2 separate regions of the Sus scrofa genome follow, and region 2 is linked to region 1. Evidence: chromatin contacts called from public promoter capture Hi-C data. All regions are on one chromosome and are shown on one strand. Each heading gives the region's core, a stretch centred on a gene start, on an enhancer-like site or on the middle of the called end of the contact. The rest is flanking DNA. Distances are from core to core; before and after follow the strand shown.

The links. Promoter capture Hi-C pulls out the DNA fragments that hold promoters and counts their contacts.
Region 2: a promoter capture Hi-C map of fetal liver shows a contact between it and region 1, with 2.4 times the contacts expected there. The contact joins the promoter of STK38 here to the promoter of ETV7 in region 1. A contact is called at or near these places in 3 of 5 promoter capture datasets (fetal liver, fetal skeletal muscle and liver), 3 of 47 Hi-C or Micro-C datasets (alveolar macrophages, blood and embryonic fibroblasts) and 2 of 2 datasets of contacts at active chromatin or transcription factors (alveolar macrophages and skeletal muscle).

What each region holds. Positions count from the first base shown.
Region 1 is chr7:32,107,768-32,113,438 of Sscrofa11.1, forward strand. It overlaps ETV7 (transcription factor ETV7), which reads right to left and starts at 2,199. Exons shown (of 5, transcript XR_002345688.1): 1 at 1-2,199. It overlaps PXT1 (peroxisomal testis-specific protein 1), which reads right to left. Exons shown (of 4, transcript XM_013977855.2): 4 at 2,621-2,867. The coding sequence ends at 2,763. It overlaps LOC106504396 (a long non-coding RNA gene), which reads left to right. Exons shown (of 6, transcript XR_001297833.2): 6 at 1-2,266.
Region 2 is chr7:32,251,582-32,257,252 of Sscrofa11.1, forward strand. STK38 (serine/threonine-protein kinase 38) reads right to left here and starts at 2,092. Exons shown (of 14, transcript XM_001929552.7): 1 at 1,766-2,092.

The sequences.
Region 1 (5,671 bases), core at 949-3,448:
CGCGCTCTCGGGCCCTTTTCCCCCAGACCCCTAACTTGGCCTCAAAACGGGAAGGTCGCTTGGGAGGAAATCTCTTTCATATAGCCGGGTCTGTGCCCTCGGTTCCCGGGCGAGCAGGCGCGCACGGCGCTTCAGTAATTGCTATCCTTCCGGGAAACGAAAATGAAAGAGAGGGATCCGGCTTCCACACCCGCCCAGGTCGGCTTGGCGAAGGGCGGGGGCTGGCCGCTGCGGTAGCGGAGGCCGGGGGCGCTCTCCGCTGCCGGCTGGGAGGCGGCGGTCCTGCTTACATTCTTTAGCGGATGGACAGCTCCTCACGCAGCCTGGCACAGAGGTGGGATTCTGTGCTTCTAGAGAGCGGAAGGAACCCCTGGTCCTGGGCTGGCGACAAGAACAGGCTAACTTCACGACACACTTGTGCATCTTCGCAGATGGATGGGAGGAGCCTCTCATGCTGTCTGCCTGGACCAGATGCCTCTTCCCTCAGGAGCGAGTGACCCCGGCCCCAGCTCGGCCTCCGCCTGCCCTTTGGCCGGAAGGAGTCCCCACTACCCCAAGTCCAAGGGCCACTGTCAGAGAGGCTGTGATGCTCTTCCTGACCTAGACCCAGGTCTCAGTGGCATCTGACTGACACCTTTCCTCAGGCCTCTGGCTGCTCTGGTGTGGTGCCCACCCGCCTATCCACCCCCCACCTCCCCCCCCCCCCCACACACACACCTGTCTCAGCTCCCTCTGCCTTGAGAGGAAGCTGAGAAAGGTTGTAAGCACTAAAGCAAACCAATACATGGGGAAGATAAGAAAGCAAGAAGCCTTAATAACTTGCCCAGACTCTTGAAAGTGTAGATGCTGTCGGCTTAGCACTGCTAAAGCATGAGCTTCTGGAAATCAATGAGAACAAGACCAGAGGAGTTCTCTTGTAGCAGTGGATTAAGGATCCCGTGTTGTCACTGCAGCAGCTTGGGTCACTGCTCTGGCGAGGGCTTGATCTCTGGCCTGGAAACTTCGACATGCTGCGAGTTCAGCAAGAAAGAAAGAAGAAAACAGAGAAACAGAGAGGGAGGGAGGGAAAATTTAAGTTATTCTGAGATATTTTTAATCCTTTAGCTTGGAAAAGAAAAGTCTCGTAGCATAAGCTGCTGGAGAGGCTGAGGGGAACAGAGAACACCAGGCATGTAAAGTGATGCGGTCCCACGGAGGCCAGCGAGGCAGGCCTAGCAACGTCACAGATGTATTTCCCCTTCACCAGCAGTCCCAATGCTGGAAAAGTATTCGACACATACACCCACACATATCCAAAATGTACGTGGTTATTTTTTTCCGTATGGCTTCTAATACCAAATGATTAGAAGCAACCCAGGCATCAGGGGGCTGATGAGACAAATTCTGCTACATCCATTTAACAGAATCCTGTGTGTTGTCTGAGGGCGCTTTCTGCGAATCGTGGCAAGCTCTCCAAGAGGCAACGTGGCAGAGCGGTTAAGAACCTAGACCCTGAGGACAGTTGCCTGCCTGCCTTGGAAACCCAGCTATGCCACTTACCAGCCACGTGCCCTTGAGCAACTCAGTTAACCGATGCACTGCCTCTCTCTACTAACTACTGCCTCAGTTTCCTTAACAGTAAAATAGAGCTAATAATAAAACCTATCTCATAAGGTCCTTAGGAAGAGTGAATGGGTTAACATTTGTGAGACAACTAGCATAGTGCCTGAGCACCATGTGAAGCAAAAAATGAAGGTACAGAACAGTGTATATTACATGCTTCCTTGTGTGTGTGTAAATAATATAGATACACACCATGTACAGTACTGGTATTTGTACAAAGAAACTGAAAGGATATGTAATACATGATAAATGTAACTGGGATTCAGGATAGAAAATAAGAGCAAAGGTTTTCATTGTAAACCTTTTGATATGGCTTTGATTTTTTTTAACCATGTGAATAAATAAATACCTATTCCAAAGGGGAAAAAATAAATAAGAAAGACATTTTAGGTTCTATTCCCCACTAGGAAGCCAAAACCTAAGTGATGATAGGCATTGCCTGAGACAGACTAAAAAATTAGGGACATTTTCCTTTGGAAGGACATTTCCCTTTGTAGAGTTTGATCAGACTCTACAAAATTACGAACTCATATGAGCAGAAACAAGTGGAATCCCTGCTTCACAAAGAAACGTGCATAGGTGTTTCATGCTCAATAAAATAACCGTGTTTATTTCATCTTAAAAATTATTAGTTTTAAATAACACTTTTCCTACAAAGAACTCAGAATGCATATACAGAACTTATAATTTATAACAATAAACTTTCTTAACAGACTTCTCAAAGAGGGGAGGGAGGGAATATGAGGTAGACAGAAAGGTAAAAAGACGGGGCACTGCAGATCTGTTCACAGGCGGGCGGCAGTGGGGCCAACAGGGCCCGGGACCCAGGGAGGGGCCCAGGAGGAAGCACCCATTTCTGTGACCTCTGGTTTGGGCTTGGGGTTCAGTTTCACTCATGGAAGGAAATGGTCAAGGCTTCCTTCGGAGGAGCACCGGGACTATCCACAGCACTGGCGTGACGTGTTTAAAGTCTCCTGGGTTCCTTGGTCAGACATCTCATCCATGGTTGTTCTGAACAGACGAATGGCCAGTGGGTCCACAGTTCTCCAACAAAGTGGGCACAAAGCAACAACGGTGAAGAGGCAGGTGAGGGGCTTCCTCCCACCTGCTCCAGTGAGATTCCTGTTTCCTTGGAGGATAGAACGACATTTACATTCCTTTCACATCAAATGGTTATTCCAGAGAAAGCGCAGTAACACGTGCACGCCTTCAGCAAAAACTAAGACAAACTGAGCCAGGAGAGCTCTGCCTTCCTGTTGAAAATCCTGTTTAAAAGAAGAGAGAAGTTTAAACAAAAAAACCAACAACAGGCATTCCTGCCATGGCACAGTGAGTTAAGAATACGAACTCTAGGAGTTCCCGTCGTGGCTCAGTGGTTAATGAATCCAACTAGGGACCATGCGGTTGCGGGTTCGATCCCTGGCCTTGCTCAGTGGGTTAAGGATCCAGCATTGCTGTGATCTGTGGTGTAGGTTGCAGATGCGGCTTGGATCCTGTGTTGCTGTGGCTCTGGCGTAGGCCGGCGGAGATTTGACCCTTATTCTGGGAACAGCTCTGATTTGACCCTTATCCTGGGAACCTCCATGTGCCGTGGGGAGTGGTCCAAGAAATGGCAAAAAAAAAAAAAAAAATGAACTCTGGCATCTGGGGTTGCCGCGGAAGCTTGGCCCATTGGCCCACGCAGCGGGTTAAAGGATCTGGCGTTGCCAAAGCTGCAGCTCAGATTCAGTCCCTGGTGTGGGACTGCCCATATACTTTGGGTGCAGCCGTAAAAAAAATAATCCAGGAGTTTCCGTTGTGGCACAGCAGAAATGAATCCGACCAGGAACCATGAGGTTGCAGGTTCGATCCCTGGCCTCGCTCAGTGGGTTAAAGATCCCACATCTCTGTGAGCTGTGGTGTGGGTCGCAGACGTGACTCGGATCCGTGTTGCTGTGTCTGTGGCTCAAATTTGACCCCTAGCCTGGAACCTCCATATGCCATGAGTGTGGCCCTGAAAAGCAAAAATGAAATAAAATAAAAAATAAAATAATCCAAAATTAGAACTTCAGCATAAATATTAATTCAATCAGTGCCATAAACAAGCTTCTGGGGCTGCTCTATGAATTGGAAGACCATCTTGGTCAGTTCCATAATGTCCATATCCTCCACACCACCTTGGGAAGCGTTCCTATGGACGGGTATTCCCATCTTGGGCATCAGCAGCTTGGGGCCCTTTGCAGGGGGTGATAACTGATGACTCTTGCTCTGGCTTCCCAGAGCATGATCTTAGTCCTCTTCAAGGAGCAAGGACGTCTGCCTTGGGGTCAGAAGAATGTACTTAGATGGTAAAGACGGGAGTTAATATGGGCAAAGCTGGACAAAGACTACAGCAGTTTTGTGGAGCTGTAAGTAAATGCCACTGTTTATATGGGAGCATCGGGAAAAGAAGGCTGAGGGCCCAACACAAAGGGCTGGCCCTGGCCCTACCCTCCTGCACACTGTTCTCAGCACAGCATCCTCAGGGACTGTTGAGATGCAGCCCCTCTGCTCAAGGACCTTCAGTGGTGCAGCCTCACTCAGAACAGCCCTTTCAGTGGCCCCCAAGGCCCTACCACCCTCCCCTCTGACCGTACCTTTCGCTGCTTTCTCCAGTACTCAGCTTCCAGCGCCCTGGCCTCCTTGCTATTGTTCAGACACGGCAGACAGGATCCTGCTTCGGGTCTTTTCTATCCACCTCCTCACTGCTCTCCCCATTTCCACAAGCCCTTCCCTGCCCCCTCTCAAAGTTTTACTCAGAAGACCTCCTTCCCTTAAAACTGCACATCTGGGAGTTCCCGTCATGGCTCAGTAGTAATGAACCCAACTAGTATCCATGAGGTTGCAGGTTCGATCCCTGGCCTCACTCAGTGGGTTAAGGATCCCCCATTGCCATTGCCAGAGCTGTGGTGTAGGTTGCAGACTAGGCTCAGAACCTAGTGTTGCTGTGGCTATGGCCGGCAGCTGCAGCTCTGATTTGACCCTTAGCCTAGGAGCTTCCATATGCTGCAGATGTGGCCCTAAAAAAAAAATTTTTAAATAAATATGAATCAGCACATGGCACTCTCCTGTCCTCCCTCTTCAGAAGCTTCCCTTCTATCCAGACATCTTACCACTGCCTCTAAGAGGAGGTCAATTCTAGATCTCAACTCACTCCATTCCAGCCACTCTGGCCTCCTTGCTGTTCCTTAAGTCTGTTCCTGTCCCAAAAGCTTTGCACTCTCAGTTCTTTCCGGAACACATTTCCCCCAGGTGCTCCTGTAGCCTACTCCCTCACTTGCAGTCTCCACTCAAATATTGCTTCCCCAGAGAGGCCTTCCCTGATGGCCCATCAAAGTCACTCTCCATCACTCAGTGTCTCCTGATCCTGCTTTGAACCCACATCCCTGTCTGACTAGAGTCTAGCCATCTGCTTTTACAGTTAGTCTCTCTCACGGGACTCAGTAAATATTTTATTGAAATTGGTCTATCAACATTTTATTTGTCCATGTTTGTTTCCTTCTTACTTTTAGTAATATTATTGCTTTTTAAATTAATTTTTATATTGAATTATAGTTGATTTAGAAATTAGTGAACTTGTCTTCCAGATCAACAGATAAGGGAACAGTTTGTTAAAACCTTTGCTAGTAAATTGCCTTCATTAAGTTTGCTTTAGTTTTCTTTTTTCCTCTTTAAAAATTTTTTTTTTTAATTTGTCTTTTTGCCATTTCTTGGGCCGCTCCCGCGGCATATGGGATGTTCCCAGGCTAGGGGTCTAATTGGAGCTGTAGCCACCAGCCTACGCCAGAGCCACAGCAACGCGGGATCTGAGCCGTGTCTGTGACCTACACCACAGCTCACGGCAATGCCGGATCGTTAACCCACTGAGCAAGGGCAGGGACTGAACCCGCAACCTCATGGTTCCTAGTTGGATTCGTTAACCACTGCGCCACGACGGGAACTCCAAAATTTTTTAAAAGTATAGTTGATTTACAGTGTTGTCAATGTCTGCAGTACGGCAAAGTGACCCAGTCATACATATGTATACACATTCTATTTCTCATATTATCTT
Region 2 (5,671 bases), core at 842-3,341, 140 kb after region 1:
AAGATCAACAGAAGATTAAGTGTACTCAAAGATGCTCATATGGCAGACCAGTAATTTTCTAGCAGAATGGTTTTCAACCTTCACAGTCTCTAATGTAATAGCAAAGGATGAACTGTCCTTCCCTTTGACCTTTCTTCAAAACCTCCTCCCTGTCCTTTTCCTCCCCTCATAAAAGGATTAGCTTAATTCCAATAACCTTTCATCAAAAATTACAATCACTTTTCCTCTGTAACAATTAGTAGGTTTACTGGGCCCACCAAGTACTTGTTGTAAGACAGGGCTTTTCCTCATGCTTTAGACAACTCAAGCCTTCCTGCCCTGACCACTGAAAGCCCTTGCCCTGTTTCTTTCATTCTCCAACTCCGTAGAATTAATAGCTAATAAGTAGGGGAGAAATTCTTAAAAAGCTTAAAAACTTTAACAAAAAAAACTGTGATCCTCATAAGTCAGGGGTAGGTACTGCAAACAGTAAAAGGAGACCAAATGAAAACTCTTGTTTTATTCAATCCAGGTGATTTACGGTTGACTGTCTCTACAATGGGACTGTTAACTCCACAAGTACCCCTTTTCTCACCAATTCTTTAATTCATTGTGACTAACAACCCAATACTTTCATTTGGACAATTCAACACTGGGGCTAAGACTATTCCTTGAGAGTCACATATCTAATTTCTACTAAACTGTAAGCCACTGAAAGACAAGTACTCTGTCTTATACTACTTTTAGTATCCTTCACCATATATATCATGCACGATGCTATGCACTTAGTAGGTACCTTATAAAAGACTTAGTAGGGAAACGCCCATTTCTTATGCCCATTACTAAGAGCTAAGAACATGTATCTATGAAAGGGGGCGCGGTTAGGACAGGAATGGTTTTCTTAGAGTCAGATAGAGTTGTTCCTCCTGTGCTCTGATGAGGAAGCTGCTATCTAATGTCTGGGTGGAGAGTGGAGCCTGTTATTGTGGTGCTGGTAGTTTTAGGCTTAGGGAAACCACATCCACTGCCTGGCTAAGTCTAATTCAGAGCCAAAGAGAGCTGAAAGGGAGAAGCAGCACAGGGTCTCCTTCACTGCAACCTTTCTCTACACTTTTCCAAAAGAACAAGTTCCTCCGTCTTTTAGTCACCTGGGAGCGCTGGCCTCCCCACTTTCCCTGCTGCACACTTTCTCCAAGTCTTTCTGCACAGACTTTGCTTTAAGTCCTTAGTGATTTGCCTTCTCCACTCTCTTCTTAAAAATCTCCCACTACAGTTTCTTGTGGTTTTCAGATGACCTGAAGCCCGGGACCCTAAGACTAACCGTAGGGAAGGGGGCAGATTCAAAGGTCCCGTGGGGTGGGGGCTTTCGACATCGCTGCCTCACACAACACCTCTCACGTTCTTAGACAACCCCTCCAAAAAGGTGAAAATTGTTAACGACCGACATCCCGGAGGAGACTGAGCGGGTGGCAGTGAGCAGACAAAGCTGGCAACACAGAAAGAAGACAGCCTGGCTCCCCACCCCAAATGCACACGACTAAAGAGAAAGGAGTGGTGGGGAGCCCGGGGCTGGAAAAACGTGCCGAGGACCCACAAGGAGCCTCTGGAAGCCGGGAGGAGGGGGGCTGTCTGTCAGGGGGGGCTGTCTGTCAGGAGGGGCAGAAAGAGCAGGGCTGGAAAGAGGGCGCCAGCAGGCAGGGGAGAGCCCCAAAAAGAGTCGGGGAAAGAGGAGAGATGAAGGGAGAAGCCTGAGCCAGACTGAAGACAACAGCAGCAAGATACTCACCAGAGACCCGGGGGAGGCAGGGCTGAGGGCGCAGACAGCCGCAGACGCCGGCCGAGCCAGCGGACTCGACGTGCGGACAGGCGAAACCCCAGCGGCAGCAGCCAGCCGACCAGAAGAGGGGTGGGGACGCGTAAGGAGCTCTGAGGTAGGGGGCCGAGGGGCGGTTGTCGGTGAGGACAACAGGAAGCGCCCCAACTGCCGGAAAAGACGACAAGCGGAGGGGCCGAGGCAGCCGGGTCCCCAGCCGCGGAGACAGGCTGGCGCGGCGGCCAGGGGCCCAGACTGCGCAAGCGTGACTTCCCAGCGACGCGGCGCGGGCTTTCCGGTCTGCGCGTGCGCGGCCCCGCCCCTCTCCGACTCAATTCAGCAGGAGAGACTGGGTTGCGCTCAGAAGAGTGAGGTGTGGGGCCTTATCCTGGTGGGCGGGGCTCGGCTCGGGAAAGGGTCTTTTTTTTTTTTTTTGAACTTTTTACTTTGAAATAATTTTTCTCACAAGAAGTTGCAAAATCAGTACAAAGAGGTCCTTTTTACCCATCACCCACTCAGCTGCCCTCAACATCTTACATAACTAAAATCTATGATCAAAACCAGGAAATTGACATTGGCGGGATACAATTAACTACACCAAAGCAATTAACTAGATTACAAACCTGCCTCGTATTTAACCAGTTTGGCAGGCACTCTGTGTGTGTGAGTGTGCGCTCGTGCGCGCGCTCGTCTGTAGTTCTATGAAATTCTATCACTCTAGTAGTTGTGATCCCCCGCTTCTCCTGGATGTTTCGACCGTCCTAAATAGGTCCTCTGGAGGGCTTGGCCCCACCTCCTCTTAAAGTAAGGATTAATGCGACTTGACTTGGCTGGGGTCATTGGATAACAGGAGGTCATCCCAGTGTGCCCAGAAGAACCTGCTTTTCAAGGCTACCCAGCAGCTTAGTCTGTACCACCCCTTGGGTTAAAGAGGTCCCAAGCCTTTGGACAGTCATTCCTTCCTTGAGAGTGGAGCGCAGTGCTCTTGACCAGTAAGTGTCAGGCTTCTGGAAACAAGATGAGTAAGACATGGTCCCTGCCAGCCTTCAAAGAAGTCATCTAGGCAACGAAAGAAACATGTGTGAAAGTCATTCTTCAGGGTGCTTTATGATATTATGTTGCCCCCACGCTCTTGTGTAGCTGTGTAAGACCGTGGGTGTTGGTTTTATCCTTCAAGCTTGGGGTCCCAGGCTTTGTTTCCTTAATGGTCTTAAAAACATAGGCCTTCCTTGACTGCTTTCATCTTTCTAGACTTCAAAGCCCGGTTTCCTTTTGTCTAGCACACAAAAACCACTTCATCTTTTGTTCTCTCAGCTCAGAGGCCCTTCTCCCCCAGTGCCTTTGTCAAATTCTTCCCCAGCCTTAACGATTTAGTAACAGTGCCAGATGTTTGCATTAGCATTTTCAGTTTACAAACCACAGGCAAGCACTTAATCTCAGGTGATCCTCAAAACTCTTTTTTTCCTTCTTCCATTTTTATTGAGGTATGATTGACACACAGCATGCTATAAGTTTAAGGTGGGCAGCATAATGATTTGAATTACATACATCTTGAAATGATTATCACAGTAAGTTTAGTGAACATCCATCACCTCATGTAAATACTTTTTTTTTTTTTTTTTTTTTTTTTGCTTTTTAGGGCTGCACCTGCAGCATATGTAAATTCCCAGGCTAGGGGTCCAATCACAGCTCTGGCTGCCGGCCTACGCCTCAGCCACAGCAACACCCAGATCCTTAACCTACTGAGCGAGGTCAGGGATCAAACCACATCCTCATGAATGCAAGTCAGGTTCCTAACCTGCCAAGCTACAACAGGAACTCCCAAAAATATTTTTTCCTTGTGATGAGAAATTATTTACTCACTTAACCACTTTCATATATAACATATGGCAGTGTTAATTATATTTATCATGGTGTACATTATATCTCTAGTACTTGTAATTGGAAATTTGTATTTTTTGACCACCTTCACCTAGCTTCCCCTTCCCCACTCTGGTAACCACAGATCTGAATTCTTTTTCTGAGTCTGTTTGGCTGGTTTTGAAGTATACGACACTGTGTTAGTTTCTATTATACAAAATAGTGATTCAGTATTTCTATACATTTCAAAATTATATAAGTCTGGGAGTTCTCATGCGACTCAGCTACTGGCATTGTTTCTGCAGTAGCTGAGGTCACTGATGTGGTGCAAGTTCGATCCCTGGCCTGGAACTTCCGCATGCCCTGGGAGTGGCCCAAAACAAAAATAAACAAGCAAAAAGAGATATAAGTCTAATTGTAAGTCATCTCACAAAGATATTACATAGTTATTGACTATATTCTCCATACTGTGACTCATTTATTTTGCAACCAGAAGTTTGTACCTCTTAATCTCCCTCACCTATTTCCCCCATTCCTCCTACTCACCTCCCCTCTGACAACCACCTATCTCTGTACCTATAACTGTACCATAATACCCTCTTCCATCCATGTTGTCACAAATGGCAAGATTTCATTCTTTTTCATGACTGAGTAATACTCCACTATATATGCATACACCACATCTTCTTTATCCATTTATCTATTGATGGGCACTCAGGTTGTGTCCATATCTTGGTTGTTTTAAATAATATTGCAAGCGGAGGGCCACAGACCAGACAGGTATAAATAATGTTGCAGAAATGTAGGGGTGCATATGTCTTTTCTAATTAGTGTTCTTTTCTTCAGATAAATACCCAGGAGTAGAAGATGCATCAAATGGTAGTTCAATTTTTAATTTTTTGAGGAATCTTCATTCTGTTTTTCATAGTGGCTGCACCAAAGCCAAGGATAGATCAGCGCTATCAAAAAGCATTGAATGTGGAGTTCCTGTTATGGTGCAGTGGAAATGAATCTGACTGGGAACCATGAAGTTGAGGGTTTGATCCCTGGCCTCGATCAGTGGGTTAAGGACCTGGCATTGCCGTGAGCTGTGGTGTAGGTCGCAAACACAGCTCAGATCCCATGTTGCTGTAGCTATGGTGTAGGTTAGCAGCTGTATCTCCGATTTGACCCCTAGCCTGGGAACCTCCATATGCCAAAGGTGCGGCCTTAGAAAAGACAAAAAAAAAAAAAGAATTCTCTTCCTCAAAAGATGTGCATAGTTACTTTCTCTGAGTGGGTGAATTATGAGTGATTATTATTTCTTATACTTTTCTGTACTTTCCAAAGTTTCCACATTGGACCCATATAACTTTTAATTTAGTTTTCATTTTTATGAAAGTAATACACACATGGACTTGAAAAAGCCAAATGATCTACAAGATTTATAATGATAAACAGCAGTTCCTTGCCCCACCCCCTCCCAGTGGAGTTAGTCAGCAAGCAGCTGCTTTCAGTGCTTTTATTCTACTATTTATCTCTGTTTCTAAATAACATTGTTTTCTTCTCTTAAATTTTCTTTCCTTTTTTTTTTTTTGCTTTTTAGGGCTGAACTTGTGGCATATGGAGGTTCCCAGGCTAAGGGTCCAATCGGAGCTATAGCTGCCGGCCACAGCCACAGCCACAGCAACACCAGATCCAAGCCTTGTCCATGACCTACAGCACAGCTCACGGCAACACCAGCTCCTTAACCCACTGAGCAAGGCCAGGGATCAAACCTGCAACCTCATAGTTCCTAGTCAGATTCGTTTCCACTGAACCCCGACGGGAACGCATCTCTTAAATTTTCAGTTTTTGATGTTTTTAAATTTCCTCAGTGAAGATGAAGATTTAACTTACACCACAACTTCCATAACTTACTTCACGACCATCATTTTCCTTAAATCAGTATTCAGTGTTTATTCTCCAAAGAAGACAGGCAGATGGCCAACAGGCATATGAAAAGATGCTCAACATTGCTAATTATTAGAGAAATGCAAA